Linked DNA regions of Zea mays: region 2 is linked to region 1. A link is a contact called in public Hi-C data. All regions are on one chromosome and are shown on one strand. Each heading gives the region's core, a stretch centred on a gene start, on an enhancer-like site or on the middle of the called end of the contact. The rest is flanking DNA. Distances are from core to core; before and after follow the strand shown. Region 1 holds the start of LOC100276344. Region 2 holds the start of LOC103632335.

The links. Hi-C and Micro-C count contacts between places; a contact is called where the count stands out from the background.
Region 2: a contact with region 1 is called in a Hi-C map of leaf, with 6 times the contacts expected there. The contact joins the promoter of LOC103632335 here to the promoter of LOC100276344 in region 1. A contact is called at or near these places in 3 of 25 Hi-C or Micro-C datasets (ear, leaf and tassel).

The regions. Positions count from the first base shown.
Region 1 is chr7:47,475,297-47,481,748 of Zm-B73-REFERENCE-NAM-5.0, reverse strand. It overlaps LOC100276344, which reads left to right and starts at 1,999. Exons shown (of 1, transcript NM_001150154.1): 1 at 1,999-2,778. The coding sequence starts at 2,083. The coding sequence ends at 2,472.
Region 2 is chr7:47,796,518-47,802,994 of Zm-B73-REFERENCE-NAM-5.0, reverse strand. It overlaps LOC103632335, which reads left to right and starts at 4,799. Exons shown (of 5, transcript XM_008654146.2): 1 at 4,799-6,151; 2 at 6,242-6,318. The coding sequence starts at 4,973.

The DNA of each region.
Region 1 (6,452 bases), core at 750-3,249:
CCCTATGTATCTTTTACTCAGATGGAGGAGTACATGTGTCTTGAACCCAAGAGTTCCAGGATTAGGATGGATTCTAGACATGCGATCAACCAGTCGGTTGTAGGATGGTCTATTGGTGGATTGTACTAAACATTTATGGTTATGTAATAATACTCTTTCACTACTGATAAAGTATTGTACTTCTATATAATCCTCTGTATGACGTCACTATGTATATGATTCTTGATCTACATGTATAGTAGACTCAATTTTGTCTTTAAAACCAGGTGCGACCGTCTGAAAAAACTTACTGCAACTATGTTTAGATAACTTATTTCTATATATAGATGGCTTTAAATCTAGTTGTCTCTAAAAAATTGATTTACGGAGATGTGGCTCTAGACTCGGATGTCTTTGCAAGTCAATATTTTGAGGCAGATCTACCCCTTCGTCTCTAAAAATAAGGATATTTTTATATATGACTGGAAATATTAGCCGTCTTTAAAATGGATATCTAGGTGCAGCTGGTTTCGAAAACCATTTTTGAAGATGGCTTTTTCTATTAAGCCACATCTAAAAAAATTACCCTTATAGTTAAAACATGTTTTGGGTAGTAAGACACCTCTCTCTGTTAAATTATTAATACAGACGGGTTAATTATTAAAGAGATATGCTTTTTTTCGGGCAACTCCTCCATAGCACCTATTTATGCTCTCCTTTGTTAATTATGAGGCACGCCTTCCAAAAAATCTTTATTGGTAGTGTGCCTTGCTTTTCATTCAAGAGTTGTTTCAGCTATTAGGCTGTCTCCAACAAGGACCTGTATAAGGTCCGGTACTCTATATTTACAGGTTCGTGAGCTTCTGCATCCATCCAGCAATAGACGGTAAATGCTCCTCTAAAATATAGAGGGTGAGGTTCGTCCGCCATTTGTAGAGGTTGTACGAGCGTCCGCTATCTCCTGTGTCGGCTCCTTCGCGCGTCCGCTCGGAGATTTCCCTCGTTCTCGCAGGGGAGGCCGTCGACGTCCGACGACCGAGGACCCCAAGCTAGCGCACAGCCGGGGCGAGCCCGGTCCCCATCGGCGAGCCGTGGACGGTGCCCGGATACTCGATCCCGTCGGTGAGCCATGTCCCCGTCGGCAGTGAAGTTTGTCGTGCCCACAGACTCGAACGAACGGGAGGTTGTTGCCGGGGTTGGGAGCACGGGGGGCAGCGACGAGGACACTAGAGAGCTGCTACGAGGAGGCGGCGCGAACATGGCAGCGAGGAGACTGCAGATCTGCTGCTGCTTGGTGTAGCGTGTGATGAGGGTGAAAAAATATTTATTTAAATGAATGGGAGAGCTCGACAGGTGTTTGAGGAAATATATGTGATGTGATAAAAAAATACGAACTTTAATTTCTAGTATACGTTCACAAAAATTGTAGATATTTGTTTTCATAATTAATATAAGTTCACAAAACTGTCATAGTGAACAATGTTAATTACGTTTGTTTTTCATGAAAAATAGAATTAAAATTTTGTTTCTATGCGAAATGGAGAATAAAGAAACTAGTTTATACAATCGGTTATTACTTTAGATATAGAAGATATAGAGGACCAAATTTAAAGGACGTTGCTGAAGGTGCAGAAGATATAGAAGACTGAATCTTTTAGAGAATGTTGTAAACGACAGAGAATATTTCTTTAGAGGATGAAATTTAGAGGACGTTGCTGGATACCGTCTTACAGTCTTTCAAGTCATGCATGTGAACGTGTTAGTCTTTGGAAGCATAGATTGTGATGATAAACGTACACTTGGATGGTGCATATTGTGATAATAATAACTTGCTACCATGTGAATGGTATTCGTTTTTCTCATTTGGATTCAATTAATGTCAAAATCGTTCAAATACACCTGAAATTTCATAGTTGTAAGAAAAAACAGAAATTAAAATATCGAACCGCAGCAAGTTGGGCCAGAGACCAGACGCACCACAAGCCCCGATTCGACTGGACCCGACGAATCAAGCAGACCATCAACACAATAATGTAACAAGCATCAGCCCAGCCCAGCCAGCTTCCATTCCCAAGGAAACCCTCCGCTCCTCCCACGTCTCCCATGGCCGCCGCCGGCTCAGCCGCAGCGCCGCTCCGCCGGCTGTTCCTCCGCCTCCGTGACCCGCCGCCGCTGCCCTTTAACACGCTCCTATCCCGCCTCGCGCCACATCTGCAGCAAGGCCCCACCCTAGCCCCAGCACCAGCCCCGGCTCTTGCACTCCCGACCTCGACGCCGGCCCAAACGCCATCCGGGATTCTCCGCGACGCGCTCTTCTCCTTCCACCCGGGCCTCCAGGCACACCCGTGCCTAGATCCGATTGGGGGTGCAAGGGACGAGGCCGGCCCAGGGGCGGCGGAGGTGTGGGCGGACAGCGTGAAGAAGAAGCGCAAGCGTAAGATGAACAAGCACAAGCTCCGCAAGCTCCGGAAGCGACTTCGCCGCCAGACATGAGGGCTCTCTCCTCTCCGGTTAGACACCTTGTCATTGAGTTGCGTCCAGTGATTTCATCTCTCCTTCGGTTGATCCGTAGAGCAAGACAGAAAGGAGATACGGGTGAATGACAAGAGGGCTGTGTAATGAATAACTGGTTTTGATCACATTTTCTGTAGCCCGCTCACTGTGTTAGAAGATTTTGGTTGGTTTCGACAAGGATCATGTTCCACAACGAGACAAACGTTTGTTAAGCCCCTTGTTAGTTACTGTATGCAAATGGAAATGTTGCGTTGCTCAATATATCGGTCTCCAATCTTTTCGTCATGTCCTGCTTTCTTGATGTACTGTTGTGCTTAAGTGACTTCTGTTTCTGTAGGATGCACCTAGATGCCAAGCTCCCCTTTCTTCAATAGGGTGTGGTTCTGCTACGTTTAGGTGCATTAGTGAGTCGCAATAGACCTAATTCTCGAAAAATCGGTGCTTCTCTTCACTCTGTTTAAGTTGTGTCTTGTGCCTTTTTGGTTATATCTAGTGCTGCATTTTTTTGAACCACGCAGGAGAATTGTGCGTTATTTCATTAAGAAGAAAAAAGAGGTCCACTGAAAAAATTATACACCCTCAGGGCCTCAGGGGGAGGGGTGTAATTACAACCAATATTGCCCCTAGAAACGACCTAAGAGGCGCAGCCTTATGGACTAGATCCTGGAGGATAGAAGCCCTAGCCAGGCACCAAAGTTGTCCTTCAGCCAATATAGACAACACAATACTTTGTACAGCAGGCCTTATACCCTGGAAAACGCAAGCATTCCTATGTTTTCAAATTTCCCATGCTAGTAACACCATTAAAAGAGTTAAACCTCTTCTCTTCCTTAGACAAGGTTGCAGAAACTCGGCACCACCAAGAGTTAAGGGGGTGTTTGGTTTGAGGAATCACTCCATCCAAAATGTGGTGGTGCATCATGTATTCATTCCTCAAATTTGGTGGGATGACCTCATTCCTCACATTAGTACTAACTAAATAACTATAAGGAATGAGGTGATGATGGATCAACTCAATCCATTCCACAAACCAAACAAAAAAGTGAGGAGTGAGAAGATGATGGACTAGCTCATTTCTCAAACCAAACACCTTATAAAGCGACTCTCGGTGGTGGTCGATGTGACACCCGGGATGACTTTATGAAGCACAATACTCCAGATCTCTCTTGCAAACACACAAGAGACAAGCACATGATTGATAGATTCTATCTGTTGATCACAGAGTGGGCAAGCAGGCTGATGTGGACTTGTTAAGAGCCAACCAAATGAAGAACTTGCAACTTGCAGGAGCCCAAATTTTCCAAATCCGCTTCCAGGATGAGAATCTAATGGATCCGATAAATATCGAACTGTAGGCTGATTAACTAGAATGGGCTTGTTTGGTTCAGTGTTAGTCTGATGAGCTTTTCTAAGAATCTAGTTGTGAGGAAAATCTGAGTATCGTGGGGATTACATGCGGAGGAATATGAAGTCCATAGGTTTTAGGATCTAAGAAGTGACGGATTACTTCTATTGCGACGACTCGGCCAATTCTGTGTTCACGTTGATTTGGACGATTTTCACCAAAACGATTCTCATAGAAGGGTGGCTGAAAGACTGGGTGTTTGGCAGTTTGCAGCAGCTTCTATCGGCCACAATCAGCAAAAAAGCTGAAACAAACATGGGCAATATTGTCCAGAAGGAGAGAGCTTCCAATAAAAATTATCAGGGATATCCGGATACAACACAATACCCTCCATAAGTTCCTAAACTCTGAGATATTCCACCAACACTTGAACTGTTAGGCCCCCCTTGATATCGGACACCCAGTTTCTGTTAAATAATGTCTGACTTATTGTACGCCTTTTGATTATTCTCTTGGGGTGCATGAATAAGGTTTGGGGCTAAATCAGCCACATTCGTCCCCTGCAAGCACCTGTCTTTTCAAAATTTGGAAGCAATGTTTTCAAGTCGTCCAATTAATTGCGATAAGTCATGATTAATCGTCCAAGTTGGTTTCGACCAATCATGATTAATCACCAAGTCGTTTGATTAATAATCGTGATTAATCACCCAAGTTGGTCAGCCAGAACGACCAGTAAGTCGTCCGACTTGAAAACATTGTTTGGAAGAATCCCCATTACCAATAGATACTGTGACAGCCATACCAAATAAAGCTTGGGCTTGTTTTGGGATATGGATAGGAAGTCCATACCATGGTTTGAGGGGGGTCCACTTTCAGGGACCATAACCAGCGGATGCACAAAGCCCAGCTCATTCTTTCCATATCATGAACCCCAAGACCACCAAACATGGATGCTCTTTGCACCTTATCCCAAGATACCAAGCAATCGCCACATTGGTTTGTTCATGTTCTTTCCAGAGGAAACCCTTTCTCCTGTTATCAATGGCCTTAAAGAACCATTTGGGCAAATCTAAGGCAAGCATCAGATGAATGGGAGTTGCTGAAATTACAGATTTGACAAGAACCAACCTTCCAGCCTTGCTTAACAGAGGCCTTCCAACCTGATAACTTATTTGCAACCTTATCAATCAGCGGTGCTAGATCAGCCCTAGAGGGTTTATGGATGGTCAGGGGGATTCCAATATAGCACAAGGAAAACTCCCAATAGAACATGACAGGATATCAGGTTATTCCTGGAAGTCATTTGAATCAGGGAATTGAGCACATCCATGACTAGAATAAAAAGCAAAGGAGAGAGGGGATCGCCTTGCCGGAGGCCACGAAGGTGATCAATAGTTCTACCAGGAATGCCATTCACTAGAACTTGTGTAGAGGCTGTGGATAGAATCAAGCGTATAAGATTACACCATCGTCGGCTTTGTTGCACTCAATCACATGATGCATGTGCCACTTAATGAATATATATGGCGTGGCACTAAGGTATTTGTTGCACCTAATAAGCATAATATCTTCTGTTTCATCTAAGATGTGTTCTGTTCTCCTGTTGTGTGCTTGACATTGCATGTGTTCGCCAGCTGTAATTTGAAGTATAATCAGAACAATATCTTTATTTATTATAGCCCTTTGAGAAAATTTTGTATAATCTACTTACACTGACATATGCAAGTGTAAACCACAAAACCGTTAAAATTGTATTGCTGGTTCATAAAGGCACGTCATTCTAGCAGAACAAAAGCATGAGCTTACTTGTACTGTACTGCCCTCTAACTCCTTGAAACCTCGGTCTCCGACGCTGTTACACACTGGTTAACTGTTTATACCTGCTGCAAGTTTTTGTTTGGCCAAGGAGCAATTGCAGCCGGCAATTGTTGGGACCAACAGTTTAGAAACTATGACAGAAATGAAACTGAACCAGGATCGAGCTAGGCTAAGGGCCCGTTTGGCACAGCTCCAGCTCCTGATTCTAAGCGAGGATTTGGAGGAGCCGTGCCAAACGGGTATTTTTTTAAACTGATTCTCGTGTGGAGCCGAAAGATCGGGAGTCGTTTTTGTGAAAAAGGTGGGATCTAAAAAAAAACCTGCTCCACCCTCCCTTAAAACAGCTCCCCAACCAACCAAATATGGACCTCCCCTTAAAGTTTGATCGAAATTACCCGCAATTGCCATTAGACAAAAACATAATGAGCCAATTTATGGTTTAAACATTTGAGACCATTTTATGCACTACTATGATGGGAATATTTTATATGTTATTGTTTCATATTTTTTTCCCGTATATGCATCCTACTTATTGGTTTGTAATAGAGTTGAACTGCAAAGAGTAAAACAAACAATCGCCACAGACCACCAACTCTCAGAAGACAAGAATCAGTTTACTTGCCAAACGGTTTTAAAATGATTCTGATTTTCTAAGAGAATCAGGAGGATCAGCTCCTTACGAGGATCAGGATCTAGAGCTAAAGAAGCAGGAGCTGGAGCTTTGCCAAACGGGCCCTAAGTCTTGATTTCTGTGAAATAAAGCTCCAGATTTGGTTGTTTTGTCGCTCTTTCTCCA
Region 2 (6,477 bases), core at 3,550-6,049, 320 kb before region 1:
GCCATGTCCAAACCAGACAAAACATTCCCCCTCCTTATCCTCCCGGTGCTCCCCAGCCTTCATAACCCTGGGGTTGGACCGTATGAGTTCAGATTGAGTGACTGCCCACACAGTCTCGAGTGGTTGTACTATTAAAGAGTACAGGTAGTGAAGATGACAAACCGGTCCTTATATGAGGGGACAATCCTTCTGCTCACGCCTAAACCAGCTGAGCCAACACCTCAGGCTCTCCCCTAAACCAGGGAGTCCCTGATCATCCCACTCCCAAGGTGATGAGGGTGAATACCCTTCATCGCACATCCCTTTTCTAAAAACCTCTTTTGAAGAAACACACTGCCCTTTCTCCCATCCCATATTTTGTATCCAAAAGATATATGTTAATGCGGGCTATCTCTCTACTCACAATGCAAATATTCCACCCTGTAATCCCGACCTAGGTAGTGGTAGAAAGAATAGGTAATTTATGCATCAAGGGAAGGATGGACTTGCCTTCGTCGAAGCTTTCCTGGCACAAAAGGTCTACCTCCGGGAGATCGGGCTCCGGCCCTTCTTCCGGGGTTACAGGTTCCGGATCGACGGTCCCCGCTTCTTCTAGTAAAACAGGCAATAAACAATACATCAATAGTGGTTTACTAATTGGAGTGTGTCATTTTCTAACATTATTATTACATGTGACTTTAGAAATTATTTTGATATTTTTTGGTGCATAAAATATTGAGAAGTAATAATTAAAGGAGAAAAGGCTGAAAAAAGAAAAAGAAAAGGATTTAAGCTCTGGTGGGCCGCGGGGGGGATCTGGTCTAGCTAGGCGCAGGGCGCACGCGGGCGCGATTGCGCCGGCCCAGCTGTGGCCCAAGGCGGAAGACGGTGCGGGCACGCGAGGGGTGACGCCGTCTCCGCGGGGCCCACACGTGAGAGAGAGCGGGAGGGGGGGACGTCGCCAACGATCGACGGCGGGGTGAACCGGCCGTCCGCGGGGGAGAACCCGGCCGCCGGTGGGCTCGACAGAGATTCGCCGCCGGTGACCCGGTTCTTGGGTAACAGGTAGGCGCCCTAGCATGAGGAGGGGCTGGTGAACTTAGGGGCGGGCTCAATTTGGCCAGAGGAGGTCGGGAGGGGGCTGACCGCGGGGAGGTGGCGGAGCTCCGCGGCGGGAGTCGCCGACGGTGAGGTTGGTGCGGGGATTGGGGTAGGGGAGTGGCGTTCCAAGCTCGCGGCAGTGTGGCGCGACTGGTGAGCCTAGCTAATTTCTTGCTGAACCACCAGAGGGGGAGGGAGAAGAGGGGGAAGGGCTTACCGGAGGGGAAGAAGACGACGACACTTTCGCGACTGAGCTCGGGCGAAGGGGAAGAGGGGTGGCTGAGGCCGGTGCGGGGCAAGGAAGTGCTCGGGGCGACCCTTTTATAGGCGCCCGAGGGGAGGGGAGCGGTGGAGCTCGGCGGACGCCGGTGAGGTGCACATCGCCGGAGTTAATGCCGCACAGCGGTGACGACAAGACCGCACGGCAGGTGGTGCTGTGCAAGGACGCGGCCGCTGCGGCGAGGACAGGGCGGTGCCAAACTTTCCTGTGCGGCGAGGGGATGAGCGAGGGGACGGGGCGAGGAAGAGGACGGTGGCCGGAGGTGACCACGATGAAGCCGTACGCGGCGAGGACGACGGGGTGACTGACTCGTGGGGCCAGTCTACCAGTGGGAGCGATCGCGAGCAAGGGCGAGGGGGCGGGGCTGACGAGTGGGGACGGCGCGTCAGCGGTGCGCAGGCGCGAGCGCGGAGTGGGCCGGAGATGGGCCGAGGGGGAGGGTGTCACGAGCGCGAGAGGGGGAAGCGGCCGCGGGGTGGGCTGGAAACGGCCCAGCTAGGGGGGGAAAGGGTTTCTCTTTTTCTTTTTATTTTCCAAATTCTATTTCTATTTTTGCATCCCTTTTCTTTTGAAGAATTAATTTACTAGATAGTCTTAGGTGCTAGAAAATAAAATCTAAGTGAGGTGCTTCTAATCACACAAAGTATATGCATATGATGAGAAGACCTAGGGATAAAATAAATAAGGAAGGGGGGGTTAGATTAGAGTTCCAAACCTCGGGTTTGAAAATTGGGATGTCAACTTTAGTTCGTTTTATATTTATCTTTTATTTTGTAAGACTTCCACTATGTAATAAGTACTCTGATGATGTTGTGATATTTATCTCTATACACTCTGTTATTATATGTGTTGTTTTCTTTGGTGCATATATGAGATGCACCCGGCTTTATCCCTTAAATCTGGGTGTGACATAAATCCATGTGTCACTTGTCTCTGTTTTGATCTATTTTATTCTTTGTCTCCTATTTGATTTGATTTGCACTTCTATACTTATCTTTTAAGACAAATACTGGTATTCCGTTGTGATCTACTCGAGTCAACTTCATTCCGCTGCAATCCATACCTCGAGTAGAGTAATAAGTTCAAAGTTTTTGGGTTAAACTTTTATTTTCGTATTCACCTCCCCTCTAGGCGACATACAAATCTGTGTTTCTAGGCAAAGGGAACTTTCAGTTGGTATCAGAGCTAGGCTATCCAGTGTGGTCTTAGCCGTTCAGAGATGACGATGTCGTATAAAGAGGTAACTCTAGAACTTCTACTTGGCTATGGTTCAAACTATGCATCATGGTCTATCTCTATTCTTAATGCTTTCATAAGGATTGATCTTGGTTTAAGACAGATTTTTAATAAGTGTATTTTGCCTTGTAAGATTAGTAAAAATACCTCTAAGAAGGAACTAAGATGCTTGACTCTTAATCATCATGCTTGCAACATCTTAGTTGATGCTTTTACTAGAGATGTTTACCTTGCTATCGTGAGTAATGATAATGATATATTTATTGATGCTCATGAATTGATGTCACACCCGGATTTAAGGACAAATCTAGACGCATCTCAAATGTGTGCTAGGATCAAGTCTCACACATACGATGACTCATGGTACATAAATCAACATCACATCTTTATTATATAATAGAGGTTTTATACAAAATAGCTAAATAAATACATCATACGATGACAACGATCCTTCGCAAGTATAGTTGACTGGGAGACGACGACCGAGACCTCTCTCGAACTCATCGTAGCATCCTTCATGCTCCTCATCTTGCGATACCTATTCTTGACCTGGTGTGAGTTTAGCAAGGGTGAGTTCACATACATTTATCTCTCAACAAGTTGTGGGGAATAATGTGAATGAGCTCACTTACAGTGGGGCTCATGTGAAGTGTAAGGCTTATCAACAGGAATGGTTAAGGCTGAGCATTACTTTTAAAATTGGTCAAAAATCTATTAGTAATTACTAAGTGTAAGTAAATTACAACCCAATTAAGAAATTGATCACAATTAATAATAAATCCCATAATGCAATGCAAATGATAGATTAAATTTAATTCCATAAATTAATCATGTGAGAGTCTTGAGTCGCTCTTGACCATGAGCACGATTTTATATACTAATTTTACACTATACAGAGGTTGTACCCTTTACCCACAAGTCATGTTACCCATTAGCCAAGTGATCACGACTTTCCATTCATCTCTACCGAGGAGACGAGGCAAGGTCCCACTACGAGGCCTTTACAAAGTTCCACTAGCTTTAGAAAACCTAATAGTTCATTATATAGGAATCCCTCGTCCAAAAAGCCATCGCAACATGATCGACCCGAGAACCTCCATATACTGGTAGCTCCTCATACCATGATTGCCCCTTTCAGGTAATGTAGTCCTCCACTAGCTTTACTAATTAGTCAGTCAAGGGCGTCCCATTCCACTAGCACTGTTATCTCAGGTTAAGCTCCATATTTCAATTAACACAATAATATTGTCATGAACAATAAACAATCTAGCAATAATGATAAAACATGATCATAATTCATATATAGCATTATTCCAAAGTCAGGTAGAGCAATAACAATACTACCTAATAGTTCATTTGTTTGCAAGGTGTAGGATAAACAAAACTAGAGTAATCTATTAGGTCCCATCAAGTTAACCTAAGCATGTCACGTTGATTATCGAGAACATTATTATGTGCAGAAAAGTGACCAAGGAAAATAAATATGTTCATAGGGTTTAAAATCTAGAAAGTGATGAATTCCTACTTTATTAATAACTCTCTCGATTCTATGTTTACATTGATTTAGACAATTTTTACCAAAACGGTTCTAAAAAAAATAGGTTGAAAAACTAAATATTTAACAGTCCGCGGTTTCTAGCGGCACATGATGGAAATTACGAAGCGTTTGGATCCATTCATTTTGAAGGAATTGTACTTTACTTAATAAATTAACCTATTTAGTTTGAAATTTAATATTCCACCACTTCCCAAAATTCAGATATAACCATATCTCAAATTCATGCGGTATATGATGAAAAATAATTTTATATCTTAATAGAATTTATTTCTAGTTTACAAATTATAGGACACTCTTTGACTCACTCCTATATAATAAAAATATAGCATATAAATATCTCCGATAACTTGCTAATAATAATATATAAATATATTTGATATAAAACTGAATTAAATTAGCTTAGTTGATATATGTCTAAATTACTATTATTAGCTTAATCGAAACAAACACCCGCACGTTTATTTGCGACGTTGCTGCTGATGTGTATTGCCGTATTGGCACTTCTGCGGAAACATCGGTATACAATACAAATATTCCGTTCTACTTCCAACTCGCCGCCGTGCCACCAGTATCTTTCCACCAGTCCAAACAGTTCAACACAGCAGTTCGTCCTTGTGTGCAGAGAAAATTGACCAAAAAAGAAAATTGCCACAGCGGGGCCCGGTCACGTTCCCACCCTGCTGTGCCCGGCTCCCGTCCAATAGAAATACACCGACCCTGCGAGGCTGCGACGTCGCAAGTAGGACACCCTCCCCGTCGGATTGGGATCCTCGCCAGTCGACTGGCCGCGGAGCCCATAGCCGGCCAATTCCGACGCCATGGCCGACCACGACGACGCTGCCGTCCTCTCGGACGTCGACGAGGACCTTCTCCCATCATCATCCCCCTCCATCTCTTCTGCCTCCTCCCACAAAACCCTACCGCAAGCCCAACCCCTGCCACAGTCCGATGCCCAGGCACAACAGCAGCGGCTGCTGGCCCTGGCCGCGGAGCTCGAGGAGGAGCGCCGCCTCCGCCACGCAGCCGAGGCCTCCATCGCGGGGGCCGAGTCCCGCGTCGCCCGCTACAAGGCCTTCGCGCAGGACGTGCTCCGCAAGAGCGACGCCCTCACCGCCGAGGCCGCGGACTCCGCGCGGTCCCTCGCCGCGCTCCAGGCCGAGGCCACCACCGCCTCCTCCATGCTCTCCTCCGGCTTCGAGAGGATCTCCGCCAAGGCCTCCCCTTCCGCGGCCGCCGCCCCGCTCCCCACCTCCCAGAAGTACTCCTCCGGCCTCCCGGCCCTCGCGTACGGCGTCCTCAAGCGCGCCAACGACATCGTGGACGACCTCCTAGCCCAGATCAACGCTGCTAACCGCGACCGCGATCGCGCGCGCGAGCAGATGGAACACCGCAACTACCAGATCGCCATCGAGGTCTCTGAGCTCGAGGCGTCGCTCGCATCCAGGTCTGCCGAGGGCGAATCCCTCTCCAAGTCACTCTCCCAGCGAGAAGCTGAGATCTCCGAGCTCCGTGACAAAATCACCTCTCTCGAGGGGAAGCTCGATGCCCAGAGGCCCGTGCTGGCGGAGCAGATCGAATGCACCTCGAAGCTGTACCACGAGATGCGGCAGGTGGTCAAGCTGGTCGATGCTGAAGCTGCCAGTGCCCTGTCCGATTCGGTTTTTGTCTGGAAGGAGTCTGACGTTGAGGAGAGCCTTAAGGTGTCTCTGGAAGGGACGAAATTGGCCTATGAGCTTGCGGCAATGGCCCTTGAGAAGGTCGGAGCTTGTATCAATGACAAGGAGAGCAAGCTGATGCGTTTGGAGGACAGGGTGGATGAACTGATTAAAGAGAAGGAGCACATTAGTGTGCTGCTCCGGAGCGCGCTGCAGGCAACCACCAGTGAGGTGTTAAAGGTTGCAGAGGATGGACTGAGGGAAGCTGGCATTGAGATTGGGCTTGATGAGCGAAAGGTGCACGGGCCAGGGAATGTGGAGAAGGACGAGGTCTATACCCTGGTAAGTTCAATTGATGCTACTATACATGGAACTGACAGTTCCTGAACCTGTATAGGGCCTAAGTTGTTTGTTTCACAATCAACATTGCAGGCAGGGGCTCTCGAGAATACCATGAAGGAATCCCAGGTCAGGATCATTGAGCTCCAACATCTTGTCGAAGCACTAAGGTAGTCATTGTGAGTTGTGACAGATGAGTTTTGGTTCCATGATTTATGAAGTTCATATCTTGAATGTTCTTCAGATCAGACCTAGTTCTAGAGATTAGAGAAATCCTCTGTTTCAAGTTCTTGTTTTCTCTGCCTGTTGAACATAGAATCACTTAATGA